2 separate regions of the Triticum aestivum genome follow, and region 1 is linked to region 2. A link is a contact called in public Hi-C data. All regions are on one chromosome and are shown on one strand. Each heading gives the region's core, a stretch centred on a gene start, on an enhancer-like site or on the middle of the called end of the contact. The rest is flanking DNA. Distances are from core to core; before and after follow the strand shown. Region 1 holds the start of LOC123131966 (aquaporin PIP2-5). Region 2 has its middle 35 kb from the start of LOC123131966.

Evidence for each region. A called contact is a pair of places that touch in the nucleus more often than the background predicts.
Region 1: a contact with region 2 is called in a Hi-C map of an unstated tissue, with 5 times the contacts expected there. The contact joins the promoter of LOC123131966 here to the enhancer-like site in region 2. A contact is called at or near these places in 2 of 5 Hi-C or Micro-C datasets (leaf and an unstated tissue).

Annotation. Positions count from the first base shown.
Region 1 is chr6A:54,645,031-54,647,730 of IWGSC CS RefSeq v2.1, forward strand. It overlaps LOC123131966 (aquaporin PIP2-5), which reads left to right and starts at 1,321. Exons shown (of 1, transcript XM_044551703.1): 1 at 1,321-2,700. The coding sequence starts at 1,502. The coding sequence ends at 2,389.
Region 2 is chr6A:54,609,709-54,612,416 of IWGSC CS RefSeq v2.1, forward strand. No RefSeq gene overlaps it. Among protein-coding and RNA genes, the nearest start is that of LOC123131966, 35 kb to the right of the region's middle. Within about 2 kb of position 1,278, at least 3 of the 8 cell types and tissues checked have an H3K27ac peak or open chromatin away from gene starts, as enhancers often do. A contact at or near this core is called in leaf, where this site is marked.

The DNA of each region.
Region 1 (2,700 bases), core at 71-2,570, 35 kb after region 2:
GAAGTCAAACTTCATAAAGTTTGACCAACTTTATAGAAAAAATATCAACATTCATAATACAAAATTAATATCATTAGATGCATAATAAATTTAGTTTTTATATTGTATTACTTTAGTATTATAGATGTTGACATTTTTTTAATACAAATAAGGCCAAACTTTACGAAGTTTGACTTCAGACAAAATCTTATATGCAGAGAAAAAAGGAGTACCAGCTAGGCACACAATCGAGACCACCGAATGATTGATATTGTTGTAGCTATCAAAGACTAACCGATGACTAAGGTAGAATTCGTAACAAAGCTAGATATGCAAAATTATACCTTGTATTACCACGGTAAGAATGCAGGGCAACTAAGAACTATGCAGAGTTGACTCAATACTTTCGATATTAATATATATTATAATTTTGACCACTATCATGGATATTGTGGTATGCATTTAAGTAAGAAAGAAATACTTTTAGTCCCTCAACACATATGATTTCCAAGTTTTCACTTTAAATATTTGAATACCCCCTCCTTCTCAAAACATAAATCATATAAATTTTGTCCTAGTCAACAAATTCATAAACTTTGATCATGCTTATACACAAAAAAAAATCAACATCTACAGCAATACCAAATCAGTATGAATATATCTATCATTTGGTGTGGTGTATGTTGATAATTTTTCTTTGCAAACTTGGCCAAATTTTAAAAATTAGTTATGCAAGAAATTTGAGCACTATTTTGGGTATTGTACTATATATGTAAATAACGTGAGGAACTATTGATAATGTTCTAACAGACTTTTAGTCACTCAACACATATGATTTCCATGTTTCGAATCCAAATATTTAAAATAATGCAACCTCCTTCTCAAAACATAGTCGTATAAATTTTGTGTTCAGTCAAATTCTCTAAAGATTGATCAGGCTTATATAGAGAAGATATCAACATCTACAATAATATCAAATCTGTACTGATATATATCTATCATTTGGTATCGTAGATGTCGATATTTTTCCCCTATAAATTTGGTCAAATTAAAAAAAATGACTAATGTGTTACTTTTTAAAATTAAGGATTATTGGCCGTCAAAGGTTAAGTGTTCTATGTACTGCCTTGATTGATGAATAGGTTGGAAATTTCTCTTGCAAAAAAAAGGCTCTCTTTTTTCATTGCACTAGCTACCGGTTTGCTTGATAATTACTACCAGACATAGGATGCCCTTTGGGTGTCTTTTCAAGAAAAAGAAAAAAGAGAGCCTTTGGCTTGTGAGTAAATGGTGCTTGTGGTTTGTAAATGGTGTCTGCTAGGGCATAAGTGGCCTTCCTCTCTTTGGATTCTTTTGAAGATAGCTTACCACGTCTGCCTTGTGGTTCCTCTCTATATATAGAAGCATCTTTGCCAGCAGGTTATGGACACAATACTTAGCCGATTCTTAATTATTTCTATCCATCGATCTCTTCTTTTCTTCCCGAATTAATCAGCTGAGCTAGAGGTCGATCGACATCGACATGGCCGGCGCTGCACAGGGCAAGCAGAGTAGAGAGGCCCATGGTAACAACGATATCGGCGTCGCCAAGGACTACCTCGACCCTCCGGCGGTGCGGCTGTTCGACGCCAGCGAGCTTGGCCAGTGGTCCCTGTACCGCGCCATCATCGCCGAGTTCATGGCCAGTCTGCTCTTCGTCTACGTCTCCGTCGCCACCGTGATCGGCCACAAGCGGCAGACGGACGCGGAAGCGTGCAGCGGCGCCGGCGTGCTGGGCATCGCGTGGGCCTTCGGCGGCATGATCGCCGTCCTCGTCTACTGCACCGCCGGCATCTCCGGCGGCCACGTCAACCCCGCCGTGACGTTCGGGCTGCTGCTGGCGAGGAAGCTGTCGCTCCCCCGCGCCTTCCTCTACACGTCGGCGCAGTGCCTCGGCGCCATCTGCGGCGCGGCGATGGTCAGGGCCGTGCACGGCGCGCGGTACTACGAGCTCTACGGCGGCGGCGCCAACGAGGTCGCGCCGGGGTACTCCAAGGCGGGGGGGCTGCTGGCCGAGGCGGCCGGCACCTTCGTCCTCGTGTACACCGTGTTCTCGGCCACCGACCCGAAGCGCATGGCGCGGGACACCCACGTGCCGGTGCTGGCGCCGCTGCTCATCGGGTTCGCGGTGGTGGTGGCGCACCTGGCCACCATCCCCGTCACCGGCACCGGGATCAACCCGGCGAGGAGCCTGGGTGCCGCCGTGGTGTACAACAACAGCAAGGCGTGGAGCGAGCAGTGGATCTTCTGGGTCGGGCCGTTCTCCGGCGCCGCCGTGGCCATGGCGTACCACCAGTACATCCTCAGGGGCGGTGCCGCCGCCAAGCCACACTTCAACTTCGACAATGGATTCCGACGCCTCGGCTGTTGATGGAGCCACACACACCAAGAGGTGATGGTAATCAATCTGAGAGAGCTCTGGCGATGTAAGAAACGACACCAGTACTGCTTTTCTGGTTGATAATGTCTTTTTTGACAAGCTGTAAAAATGTAAATTTAATAAATATTATCACGAGGATCATAACTCAATCTGAGAGGGCTCTGACGATGTAAGAAACGACACCAGAGACTAGGGATCCTGTCCTTGGAAATGTAGGCATTCATGCAAATTCAGATGGTACTCCATGTGACCATGTCACGAGGATCATAACTCCATGAAAAAAGGCATAGACAAGTGGTTCT
Region 2 (2,708 bases), core at 28-2,527:
CAGTGGACTGTTCTTGATTTACTCGAATGCTTTTAATTTTTCTGTCACATTTGAATTTTGAACCAAAATTTGAACTTAAAATAAAATAGCAAGTATCTCTCATACTGTAAGTAAATTTAATCTTAAACTTTACCAAACTGGGCAATGAATTGAATGATTTGCTGGAATGTTTTTCAAAATTTCTAGCTTTGAGAGCATTCTAACAATATAATTTTCTAGGTTTTTGGAATTGTCACAATGATCACATTGCATTGTAGTAATCCACAAGAATACAGAACCAGAACTTCGACATACTAAATCACAAATGCAACATAGTCAATAGCCAACGATTTGAAATAGCACAACTACCAATTGTGGATCATGTACACCTATAAAATCTTGCCGAGCCTTCCATACTTTTGTTTTTCTTCCTTTTCTATAGGACGGTTTATTGCAAGCCGCAGCAATATTAGATGACACATTCACGGTAATACTTGAACACGCTTGAGACCCTCACACATGCACATTCAAAGTATTTCTAGGGGCGGATATTGGTGCCCTTGATGCGGTAGGGCGTGAAGAGTCGGGGGTGGGGCACAATTACGAGGTTTCCACCATGACCCGTTGGAGGCGAGTGGAGATGAAGCCAATTGGTCCTCCCTCTTCTACACCACTCACGACATCACTGGTTACGATTCTCAACCTCACTACCTCCTTGTTGCCACCTTCATGTCATCCGCCTTACCCCTCAACCCTAACGGAGGTGTACTCGACGACCTTGCTACCCTAAAAAGCGGTGTTGTAGTTTTCTGCAAAAGCGTGAGGAGTGAAAATCATGCATTTCATACAAGGCACATGGTAATTTTGACTCGCATAATTGGGAAATAATGTTACTACGGTACATAGGTACGTACAGTGGCGGAGGTAGGGGGTGCTGGCAAGGGCCAAGGCCCCTCTATGCTTTCAGAAATACAACTATATGTGTTCTTAATCCTCCATTTGTCAAAAAAAATTAGCAAAATTTAGATGATTTAGCCCTGTTTAGCATTATATAACATGCTTGGCCCCTTCTATATTGAGTTTCTGGCTTCGCCACTGGATACGTACGTACGTGTGGCTACCATGCATGGACGGGTTTCGATCGAGAGTCAGGGAACAATGACCGTACGCACGTACTTGTCTAGCACAGGTTGCGGGGTCCTAACTGAATGAATTTGATGCGTGCATTCATGGTGTTCATAGGTGGTGACAAATTAGCACTGCAGCGGGCGTACCTTTCACTAACACTGTGTACGCAGCATCCAATGCATTTCGCAGTTTACTAGTACTACTCCTCGGTCTGTCTACGTACGTGCGGTCGACAGTACAGTACTCTCTTCCTTTTCTTTTTGCGGGGACAGTACTCCCTTCCTTTCACAATGTAACGCCCTCACGCTTTTTAAGATCCAATTTTAATCATAAATTAATCAACAAACTGACTGTGACAGGGACAAAAATTGTATCACTAAATTCATATCGAAAATACGAATTCAGTTGTATATTTTTTGCTCCTGCCGCAGTCGATCTCAGTAGTTAAATTTACAATCAAACTTGAATCTCGGAAAACGCGGACACACTACATTGTAAAATTGAAAGAATACATATTTGAAAGCACTTCATCAGACCAGATCTATCTATATGCATGATGTCAGACACATACACGACTCGGGCCAGACATAGGCCACGTAGCCACGTATAGAACCAATCATGCATACATCACGCAAGAACCTGTCGCAACCAAGCAGTCTTGCTTCTCCCTTCATATCCATGTCATGCGCTACTTAATCCAGGAATAAAATTAAGGGTAGAGTCATTGCTTAAAGCGCGGGGTAAACCAAGAAAGAGATAATGAGTATAGCGTCTCCAAGATCAAATTTAAATCTAACAAATGGAAAAGCTCAGCGCAACGAGTTACCGGGACATCTTAATAATAAATAAAAAACACATCGCCCAAATGCACGAACCGATCCATAATAAGGCCATCGGACATCTACATACTACATAAATTAGCAATGCTAGTGACACTATGGTATCACGGAAATAAACACTTGCAATTTAGCATAATATCATCTGGAATAAATAAAAACACAATAGCAAGGCTGAGGCATCTAGTCTCATCGTTAGGCAAATGTCCTTTGCGTTGCTTCATAGCTTGGGAGCATTTCTTTTTTTGAAACGAGGCAAAAGACTTGCCATTTTCATTGATTAAAAATAAAAGAATTGCCCGGTTAATTAATGAAAAATCGGGTTAAAATCGATACAACACAACCCACATGACATGGGCACCACCGGCCAACCTGGCCATCGACATGGAACAGAATCCACGGCGGCACATGCCAACAGATGGCCACACTCGCAAGCAACCGACAGCTCCGACTTCGACGACGAGAAACAGAAGGAAAATATGCAGGACTTGCGCCGACCGTGCCCTCCGCAAACGACCGCCGAGTGTCTGTCATCGTCACCACCTGGAATCGCTCCATCGCAGCTCCGACTTCAAAGCAACCAAGCAACCACGGAAGAGCACCTCGGACACGTCGGGAAGAACCGACTACCGAAGACCACGCCGCGACCCAAGCTCCTCTCGACGCCATCATCGTTGCCAAACAGCAACCAGCGCCCCGCCTCAGCAAACCACGCGGCGAAGATGCCGCCATCGACGGTGAAGATGCCATCATCCACCAGTCTCT